Regions from separate parts of the Mus musculus genome. Here all the other regions are linked to region 2. Evidence: chromatin contacts called from public HiChIP or PLAC-seq and promoter capture Hi-C data. All regions are on one chromosome and are shown on one strand. The core of a region is the stretch at or near the end of the contact, and the rest is flanking DNA. Distances in the headings are between cores, read along the strand shown. Region 1 holds the start of Ercc4 (excision repair cross-complementing rodent repair deficiency, complementation group 4). Region 2 holds the start of Cpped1 (calcineurin-like phosphoesterase domain containing 1). Region 3 has its middle 63 kb from the start of Ercc4.

What was found. Promoter capture Hi-C pulls out the DNA fragments that hold promoters and counts their contacts. HiChIP or PLAC-seq counts read pairs in DNA pulled down with a chosen protein or histone mark.
Region 1: a promoter capture Hi-C map of hippocampal neurons shows a contact between it and region 2, with 11 times the contacts expected there. The contact joins the promoter of Ercc4 here to the promoter of Cpped1 in region 2. A contact is called at or near these places in 10 of 39 promoter capture datasets (the 3T3-L1 cell line, 3T3-L1-derived adipocytes, the C10 cell line and 6 more), 5 of 484 Hi-C or Micro-C datasets (CD8 T cells, adipose-derived mesenchymal stem cells, cerebral cortex and 2 more), 8 of 115 datasets of contacts at active chromatin or transcription factors (acute myeloid leukemia, astrocytes, differentiating embryonic stem cells and 5 more) and 2 of 9 other capture datasets (adipose tissue and liver).
Region 3: a contact with region 2 is called in a FOXA1 HiChIP or PLAC-seq map of pancreatic cancer cells. The contact joins the enhancer-like site here to the promoter of Cpped1 in region 2. A contact is called at or near these places in 11 of 39 promoter capture datasets (the 3T3-L1 cell line, the HPC-7 cell line, HPC-7-derived erythroid cells and 5 more) and 7 of 115 datasets of contacts at active chromatin or transcription factors (astrocytes, cardiomyocytes, embryonic forebrain and 4 more).

The regions. Positions count from the first base shown.
Region 1 is chr16:13,107,728-13,111,017 of GRCm38.p6, forward strand. It overlaps Ercc4 (excision repair cross-complementing rodent repair deficiency, complementation group 4), which reads left to right and starts at 2,009. Exons shown (of 11, transcript NM_015769.2): 1 at 2,009-2,414. The coding sequence starts at 2,208.
Region 2 is chr16:11,908,097-11,911,234 of GRCm38.p6, forward strand. Cpped1 (calcineurin-like phosphoesterase domain containing 1) reads right to left here and starts at 1,327. Exons shown (of 4, transcript NM_146067.3): 1 at 1,170-1,327. The coding sequence starts at 1,239. All of the region lies in intron 2 of Gm9961 (predicted gene 9961), which reads left to right.
Region 3 is chr16:13,045,496-13,048,618 of GRCm38.p6, forward strand. No RefSeq gene overlaps it. Among named protein-coding and RNA genes, the nearest start is that of Ercc4, 63 kb to the right of the region's middle. Within about 2 kb of position 1,481, at least 13 of the 459 cell types and tissues checked have an H3K27ac peak or open chromatin away from gene starts, as enhancers often do. A contact at or near this core is called in pancreatic cancer cells, where this site is marked.

The DNA.
Region 1 (3,290 bases), core at 759-3,258, 1.2 Mb after region 2:
CTGTATACGCCTGAATTTTCAATAAACCTTGACCTTCTAAAATAACCTCTCCCTCGAACGGTCCTATCTGCAGTTTTATTCATTTGCTTGCTTGTTTGTTTGTTTGGATAAGCGGAGAACTTCATCTTCAAAGTTCAGTGTGGTCAAAATAAGAAAAGCGTGTACATCCCTTTCCCATTATTGCTGCAACAAAGCACCATAAACACAGAGGTTTAAAATAACAAAAATGCAACGTCCCCCAACAGTGGGTTGTTGGGGGTGGCTGGGATACGTCTTGGCTTCCCAAGGGAGAACGCAGGAGTTCCTCAGCTCCTCAACGCTCTGTTCCTGGCACTTTCTACCTCATTCTGACCTTAGTTTCTCCTTCACAGTCCCCTTTGAAGCTAAGTCCCCTGCCTCTCCTTTGCCCCTAAGCACATCTTTATGATTATATTGGGCATACCTGGATAAGTCAATATCATTTCTCCATCTCAAGAGTTTAGCTCAATGACATCTGTGAAGTCTCCTTTGCCATGAAAAATAATAGGTTCTGGGAATTCAATCTTTGGGTTGCATTATTCTGCCTGCCACAACCTGGGAGGAATCACCCACACACCCACACACCCACCTCTGAATGTGTGCTGAGTAACTACTTACTGTACCCTGAACCAACGCTAAGAAACATACCATCCAGCTCTGTGGCCTTGCCTGATTATATAACCGGCTTGTTGAACTGCAGGCATTATCTCCTGGCTCCCAGACATGCTGCGCGGAAAGCGTCTGCAGGCATCTCTGTCCACTTCAGGAAGATGCAGAAATTATTAGATGCTCTTTTAACTGTGACTAGACAGAAGGAAAACGCTGGAAGAAGCAGAGGAGAGAGAGAAAACAAATCCACTTGCAGCGGCTGATGTGAAGGGAGATTGGTAAACGGGAAGGCAATGTAATGAAGGTCGAGCAAACTCAAATAAATGTGTCCTTTTTCTCCCACTAATCGTCCATTCGAGAAACGTACCTTGAGGGTTTGAGTGAACTTCTGTATGAACTAAGCTAGTGAAATGCTATGTTGCGTGCTGGTGGGAGGAGTGGGAGCCAACTAAACGTTCTCCAGTAACTAGACAAGTATATGCCTCCACATTACAGAAAACCCAGCCACATAAAGGACAGAGATTTAGGGAAAATTTGTGACGGAACTCAGGATCTACCACTAAGTTACATCCTAACACCCTTTATATTTGTGCTGGAGGTCTCCATCTCTAGCTCAGGCTGGCCTTGAATTTACTTCAACAAGTGAGATAGCCTGTCCCACCTGGAGAAACCAAAAATCTGGTTTCGAATCTTGGTTGTTTATTATTTCATATAATTAAGCAGGCAAGCAGCCGCACAAACTGAGCAGCGGCAGAGGGTAGGGGGCACGCAAAAGTATGTTGTTAACCATGGTTATTCCTGAGTAATGGAACAATCCTATTTTGCCTTCATTTGTATTTCGTATGGGCTGAAAATAAAGGGGAATGGAGAATTCTGAGAGAGAATGCCTCCTAGATTGCTTACCTGGAGGTTTTTTTAGGTAGTTACAAACACGACCCAAGATGTCCCTCTAGTGGAAGGAACGCGGCTGCAACTGGCACCTGATGGAGGCTTTGTAAAATAACTTACTGAGTTCAAGACCTTTGCAAACAAGAGACTGAAACTCATAAGGTATTGTGCTTATTAAAAATTTTCAAGGCGGGGAGGGGGAGGAATACTTGCAAAAGTAGAGACAAAACCCTCACACTAGGAAAACGATGTCGATTCTGGATGCACTTGGAATACTGACAGCAACATTCTGAACTGTCGGTATTGGAGGATTACGCGGATTAGACTTCTCTGTTTGCATTTTGTTAGTTTATGCCTAGGTCTAGAGAGCCAAAGGATGGGGAACCTAAACACACGCGCGCGCACGCGCGCTAACGCTTTCTGCGCCTCTCGGCTGAGTTCGGGTAGACCTGCCCTGGGCTCGGGCACATTCCGGCCACACTTGTCCCCGCCTCGATTCCTTTTCGGCTACAATCGGTTGGCTCTCTTGAACTCGGCTCCCTTCGGCTACATCCGGCCTCTCTCAGTCGGCCATTGCAGTTACATCTGTTCTGCGCTCCTTCGGCCCTGGCGTCTCTCCCTGCGTTCGGCCAGCGTTCGGCTGGACTCGGCTCTTTCCGTCAGCGTGCGGCCGCGGTCCCGGAAGGGCGCCCATGGAGCCAGGCCTGTCGGGCGAACGGCGGAGTATGGCGCCGCTGTTGGAGTACGAGAGGCAGCAGGTGCTGGAACTGCTCGACAGCGACGGGCTGGTGGTGTGTGCCCGCGGACTCGGCACCGACCGGCTCCTCTACCATTTCCTGCGGCTTCACTGCCACCCGGCCTGCCTGGTGCTGGTGCTCAACACGCAGCCGGCCGAGGAGGTGCGACTGCGGGATGGGTAGACCCAAGGGTTTGGGGGACATCCGATGCGAGATCGGCGCGGTAGGAACGCGGAGCTGTACGGTTGCAGGGACTCCGAGCCCATGCAGATCTTAAACAGGGCACGAAAGGGAATGAATTAAGATCCCAGGGGGGAGATGCGGGGCACCTACACAGTTCCAAGTCGCTGCGAAGGAGGGAAGGGAACCCCAGGGAAATTGAAGTGGCTGCCACGACAAGGGAGGGCATTGAGTGAGGGTCCTGGAAGGAGATCCTGGACTCTGACACTGCGGGATGACTGCCAAGTATAGAATGCATCCCAAGAAAGTCTTGGGTTCCTCTATTGACATGGGAGAGCATTGAATACAGGGCCCAGACACAGTTTGAGGACACTGAGAATACGGGTCCCACACACTCCTTAACACTGAAAAGGAGAGGGGCGAGTAGGCTACACATTGAGGTAGAGTAGTGGATTGAATTGCACTGCAAAGGAGAGACGGTATCAGAATCTGGGTAGGAATAGTGTTTGAGTTTGAAGTTGGATATAAGGGTGTTTGGAGGACAGAGTGTGGTCCCTAAAAGGACAATGACGAGGATGATAGGGTCTCTGAGAGTTATTACTTTCTAGTAGAAAAGGAGACCTTGAGACTTAACAAAAGAAGAGGGATTAGGGAAATGGGGGTGGGGGTGCAGAAGTTAAAGCTAAGGGAGCGATCAATCTGGGTTACAGAGAACAGGTGATCCTGAGGACAGTGGAATGAGACATGCCTTGCTGCGGATGTTGAGAGATGTGGACATAGCCTAGCATGATGAATCTGATGATCCCCTAGGTGTAGTGGCCAGGAAGAAAATGTCAGCTGAGAAGAGTCACTAACAAC
Region 2 (3,138 bases), core at 77-2,576:
GGTAAAACTCAGCACATCCATTAACAAAACATACAGCACGAATGCGCAATCAATGGGATACTGTTCAGAAGGAAGGAAGGAAGGAGAACTACTTAGAATAGGAGGCATCTCAAAAACATGTAGGCTGGGAAAACAAACAAACAAAAACCTAAGACACATTAAAATCTGTAGAAAATGGCAACACTGCAGACTGGACTTTCCCCAGTCCACCATCAGTGGATTTTTGGCTGTGCGCACCTGTGCAGAACCTTGAACTGCAAGGAGGGGAAAAGAAACAAAGGCCTAGCAGAGAACTGTAGGATTGATCTTCTTTGGCTAGCTAGGCAGAGGTAAGTCTGAGGAAATGAACCTGAAAATAGGATGTGAAGGCTGAGAAGGTGCCAGACTTCCAAGTCCCACCAGGTGAGCAGAGGAGAGCAGGTGCCAAGGCCCTCCGGGTTTGGAACGGGCCTGATTCTTTTTTCAGAGCAGTTCAGGCAAATTAGAGGCTGGATAACAAGGCGAGCGTTCCTGTGATTCTAAGCCAAGTGCCAGAGAAGAATCAACCCCAAAGATCCAAAGGAAACACAGGGAAACAGGAACCAATCCGGTATCCTCTGAGTTGCTGGGGCCTATCATTTGCTTAACACCCAGCATGTGTTCCACACCCAAGGTTACAGAAATAGTCTGATGTGTTAACAACGCTCCCTTTGAGGCAAGACTGGGTCAGATTATCTAAGCCCAACTTCCAAGAACGCTACCTGGACCAGAATGCCTTCCCTTTCTACGGTTACAGTAAGCAACTGGATATAAAAACACTCTCACTACAATTGACAGCCCCTGACACACACAGCGCTTGTCAGCTGCCCCGCAGAAGCTTGCCAAGGAAGAGAGAAGACAGGCCCCGTAGCAGAGCCCAAGCAGTCATTCACTTCTCTGCCACCTCCGCCCCGCTTCTGTTTAGTTTGTTTGCTTTATTTTTTAAGTTTGTGGTTTGCAAGGTCAAGTCAAGGCCAGCGAAGCACCCAACACTGCGAGGGAGGAACAACTCCGACAACGGTCCCCGGTGCTGTGTGCAACCCACGAAGGGATCCGGATAGAAGTGAGCGCCCGCGACCGGAAGGTTCCCCTCGCGGAAGGTTCTGCAGCTCTGGAGTGCCCCCCTTCCCAGGCGAAGAGCCAAGCAGTACCTGAGGAAAACGCGTCCAGGGTCCTGCCCCGGGCTCTGTGGAAAACATCCGCCGCCTCCATAGCGGACATGGCGAGCGACTGGCCTTGCCTGGGCACGTTCTGTGAGAGGAGGGAGCGACTCCACACCACCCGGCAGCCCCGCCTGGAACAGCTTCTGGAACCTGCCCTCCAGGAGGGCCGGGCGGGGCGGGGCCGCTCTGGGTGCTGCTAGTACTGCCTGGGCAGAACACGGAGATTGCCACCCCTAGTGGGATCCTCCCGGGGTCAGGATCCAACTTTCACTGGAACAGACTGGGGGTTGAGGCTTTGAGGCCTGGAGTTGTCTTATGTAACACGCATCGGGCCGCTTCATAATTTGGGATTTCAGGTTAACAAGAATAGGAAAAAACAAAACAAAAACAAACAAACAAAAAAACCCAACAAAACCCACGTTTAGCTTAAATATATCTCATGCAGTATTTGGGAGATACTTAAGCAGTTATTTTTAAAATATTGTTTATCTGAAATTCCATTTCAATTTGATGTCCTAAGTTTTATGTTGCAACCCTTCCAAACTGCCCACCATAATCTCAAGAGTCTTTAAGGCATCTTGACTGCCTGGACATTGCCACTGTCATTCTGTCACTGTTGTTGCTGGGTAACAGGCATTGCCCGAAGTACTTTGTGTTTTGCTTGTTACCTCATTGACTGCACTTGTCAGATGGGGAAACTGACACTCAGAGAGAGACACAACTCCTGAAAGCTAAGAGCTGCAGGTGAGCAAGACAAAATCTATCCAACTCAAAAGCCGTTACACTGGACTACAACCCTCACACTTGGTAGCAATCCAGATTTCGAGGTGGAAAATGTTAAATTCAGATCTCCAAAAAGAGGATACATTTATTAAGCACTACAGGGGAATTCCTAGGATCTGCCAAGTTGCTAAATTTTCTTCTCAACAAGTGTAAGCCTGAAATGTTCGTATGGTTAACAGAGCTAGGATGATGTCCCATGACCTTGAACTAGAGTCAGATATAAGTCCTAGCAATTTAGGACAGAAATACAAATGAGCTTGTGTCTCAGCTACTTGGGTTTATCCTAATACTACCACTTACTTTAGGTATGATCTTAAAAATTAGTTGCTCTGCACCTCAGTTTTCCTACCTGTCAAATGAGAACAATAACAATACCTAGGGTTATTGGGTTGGTGAGAAAGTTAGATGATGTTGTAATTTGCACATAAGATGTCTCCCGTAGGCTCATGTTGGAAGTTGTCCCCAGCTAGTTGTGAACGAAAGAAAAAGAAATAAAAAGGAAGGGAAAGGATATGAATTCCCCCTAGGTGTGGTGGAGGAGAAAGCTTATCTGTGGGAGAGTGTAGCCAAAAGCTGAGACATCTGTGAAAATCTAATACTGGGCAAGGGGAAGGGGTAAGGAGAAGGAGGGAAGAAAAGAACCAGGTGCAGCAGCCAGGAGGCCAAAGGTACAAAAAGGCTGGGTAACAAAATGTCTGGACTATATAGGGAAGAGCCCCTGGGGGGGGGGGGAAGGGCAGCCCAGCCTCTGGGCTGGAGTGTTCAGGGTAAAGGGTGGGATATGCCAGCCATACCCTATATCAGGTAGGAACTGAGGCTGCTGGAAGAACCTGGAGGCCAGGTCCACTTTGATGTGCTAAACTGGCACCTCACCCATGTCCTGGGTTTAAAACTTAACAAATGGCAGTGGTTTGGGAGGTTCAGAGAACTTTAGAAGGTGATTCCAGGTTAAAGAATAAAGGTCTTTGGAAGGCGTGTCTTGGAGATAATCTTGTTCCTAAACACTTCCTGTGACAGTGTGCCGCTTGCCCTTCTTGAGGTGAGAAGCTCCTGTGCCATACATCTTTGTGATGTTTGGCTAAGTTCCTGTGCAAGCATCTGCAACATAAAAACCTTTCTCTGATCCGTTTCTGCCATAGTCGTGAACAAAGTAACAAGAGTTGATGGATTTGTA
Region 3 (3,123 bases), core at 231-2,730, 1.1 Mb after region 2:
TGTAATCGTGATTCTGGGAGTACCTTCCATTGTCCCTTTCCTGATGGCCCCTGGCCTCGTTTTGTGGTATATGTAGATTTTGGAATTGAGTGTGTCTGGATTTGCTGTCCTTTTGGAGCCTAGCTGGCAAAGCCACCGATATCAGTCTAAAGGCAGGTTTTCTTCTACCCAAGTGTTTTGTACATCTTGCCTTTGTTCCTCATTTGTAATCTTGCCTAGGTAGACTTGCTGAATAAGTTCAATGCCCACAGGGACATATTCATCACTGAGAGGTGACAGCCAAAGCACCGCTGCAGAGAGAAAAAGAGCTTGGGCTTCTGTCCCCTCTGAGCAGCGGCAGTGACAACCTTGGGGTGTCCACTATAGGAGTGTATGACAGATACAAGGGTCATAACAGACACCAGGTCTTGTTTTCTGCTGTTGCTTTTGGTTTTTGTTTTGTTTTGACAAATCTGTTTTTCCTGTGCAACCTTAAAGAAAAAATTGTATACTCAGAGTAGACACTAATGTATTTCTGGATCATTAACTCTGATTCCTACGTGCCATCAAGATGGCTCAGTGGATAAAAGTACTTGCCAAATCTAACAATCTGAGTTCAATCCCCAGCAACCACACTGAAGAATGAGAGAACAACAAGCCCCTGCGGTTACCTACTGACTCTCACGGGCACGCACACACACACACACACACACACACACACACACACACACACACACATCAGGGATGATAGAAGCTGCCTGTGTGTGAGTAGGTACTCAGCAAGCAGTTTTAAGCAAACTTCAGGAAGAGAGAAGCCTTTCTGAGCAAAGGGTTAGACTCAGGATTTGACCTTGGCATTTCCATCTTTCTTAAATGGAAATTTTCTAAGCAAAATATTATTTTCTGACTCTTATGACCCTTCCTGCCAGAAACTCAGCTCCATGCAGCTGAGGAGCACAAGGACTCCCCAGCAACTGTCACAAGCCAGGCCCTGAGGGCATCCCTACTAACAGCCAGTGTGGAATGTTACAGCAGCAAGCCATTACTCCAAGTGATCGTCATGTAGTAAGTCAACACTCCCTCTACTCTACCCTCTCTAAAAGGTTGTGACTACTCTTGGTCTCACTGTAAATAAGAAAAGGCCTGGTGAGGAACCAGCACACAGCTGCTAATGGCAGGCAGGGACTGCAGGCAGTCCACACACATCTGTCCTCAGGATGCCTGGGCTGAGTTTCGGTGTATGCAGAGCCTCCAGCTAGGGCTTCAACCAAGATGAGGTCAAAGAAGGTAAATTTCTCACACAGGCCACAAAGAAAGCATGTCAACCTCTGTGCAAAGCAAGCATCAGAGAAGCACATTGCTGGTGCAAACACAGAAGCAAAATGCTGGCCCAAACAAGTTTGCTGCCAGTCTTTTCAGTCAGCGTAACAAGGAGTGGCCATTGTCAACTTACGACTCATGCTACAGCAGAACTGAGTGCCCCTTTAGCCTGCTGACCTCCGGACTTCTGGTCACCTGTAACAAGCTGTAATGTTTAATCCACTATTTGCTACGTGCAGCCAAAGGCATCCTTAATGAGAAAGCTAACAGTAGAACTTCTGAGGTCTTTCAAGAGGAACCCAAGAATATTATTCAAAGATTATTTATATCTGGGACTGCACAGGCAGAGGCTTGGACTGCTCTCCCCAGCGTCATGTAAAGAGTGTCTCCAGGGTCATGTAGGAAAGACTGGGAAGAGACAAGAGGACTTTGAAGCTACTGTAATTTTCAGCTTATAAAAAATAAAGTGTAAGGCTGTAGCTCTAGTACAGTTGGTAGAGTGTTCGCCCAGCATACACAAAGCCCTGAGTTCCAACCCCAGCACCATTCCAGCACTAGGGAGATGGAAGCAAAATGATCAGAAGTTTGAACTAATCCTCGAATCTACCTACCTTATCTCAAAAACATAAACAACTAAAAATAAAGAAAAGGGAAGGAGAAGAGGGTGAGTGAGAGGTGGAGGGAAAGAGGAGAAAGAAAGGGGGAGGGGAAGGGAAGGAATGGAGAGAGAAGAGGGAGGGAAAGGGGAACGGGAGAGAGGGGCAGGGGAGAGAGAAGGGGAAGGGGGAAAAAGGAAGAGAGAAGGGAGAGGGAAAGGGGAGGAGGGGAGGAAATGGGAGAAGAGAGGAGAGAGAAAGGGAGGAGAATGGGAGAGGAGGGGAGAGAGAAAAGGGAGGGGAAGAGAGGGAAGGGAGAGAAAGGGGGAAGGGAAGGGGAGGAGGGGAGAGAAAAAGGGGAGAGAAGGGAAGAGAATGGGGAGGAAAGGGAAGGGGAGGGGAAGGGGAGATGAGGAGAGAGAAGGGGAAGGAAAGGGAGAGGAGGGGTGAGAGAAGGGGGAGGGGAAGAGGAGGAGGAGAGAGAAAAGAGGGAGAAGAAGGGGAAGGAGGAGAGAGAGGAGGGAAGAGAAAAGGAGAGAAAAGGGCAAGGGGAAGAGGAGAGGAGAAGAGAGAGAATGGGGAGGGGGAGGGGGAAGGGGAGAGAGAAGGAAGAGGGGAAGGAGGAGAGGGTAGAAGGGGGCAGAAACTTTGGCCCAAGGCCATTTGTGGATGTCATATGCTGGACCCTAGGTTTTTCCTCCTTTCAAGGCAGTAAGGGCTGTCCCTGGTTGATTCTGGAAGCTTGACATTTTCCTATTGGCACCACTCAGCCTCATTCATGCTTTCCTGTTCTGTTCCTGTGACTACAGGTACTACTGACCAAAGGAAACTAAGGGGAATTCTAATATGTGTTTTTGTTTGAGGTTAAAATTCTCACCAGGACATTATAGATGCTGCTTTGGATGAAGCTGGGGGTGGGTCTGACTCCTCTCAACCCTACATCCCCAGAGCCTGTGTGTGTATCTTCCCATCTCCCCAAGTCAGAGAAGATTATTAGCAGGTTTGGGACTTGGCCTCAACAGTGACTGGGAAGGTGTCTATATTGCTTGTGTTGCTATGGGTTATTGGTGAGAGAACATACAGAAAAAGGATTTTTTAAGAATAATCCTGTCAGAGTTGGATGTTTTAGATGTGTGCAGACTTCGTATATCTGAGTAGGCTCTCTGTCCCCCACTCCCACTCGTGCAGTTGTATAAGGTCCCTATTCTCTCAAGTCTGTCTCTTAACT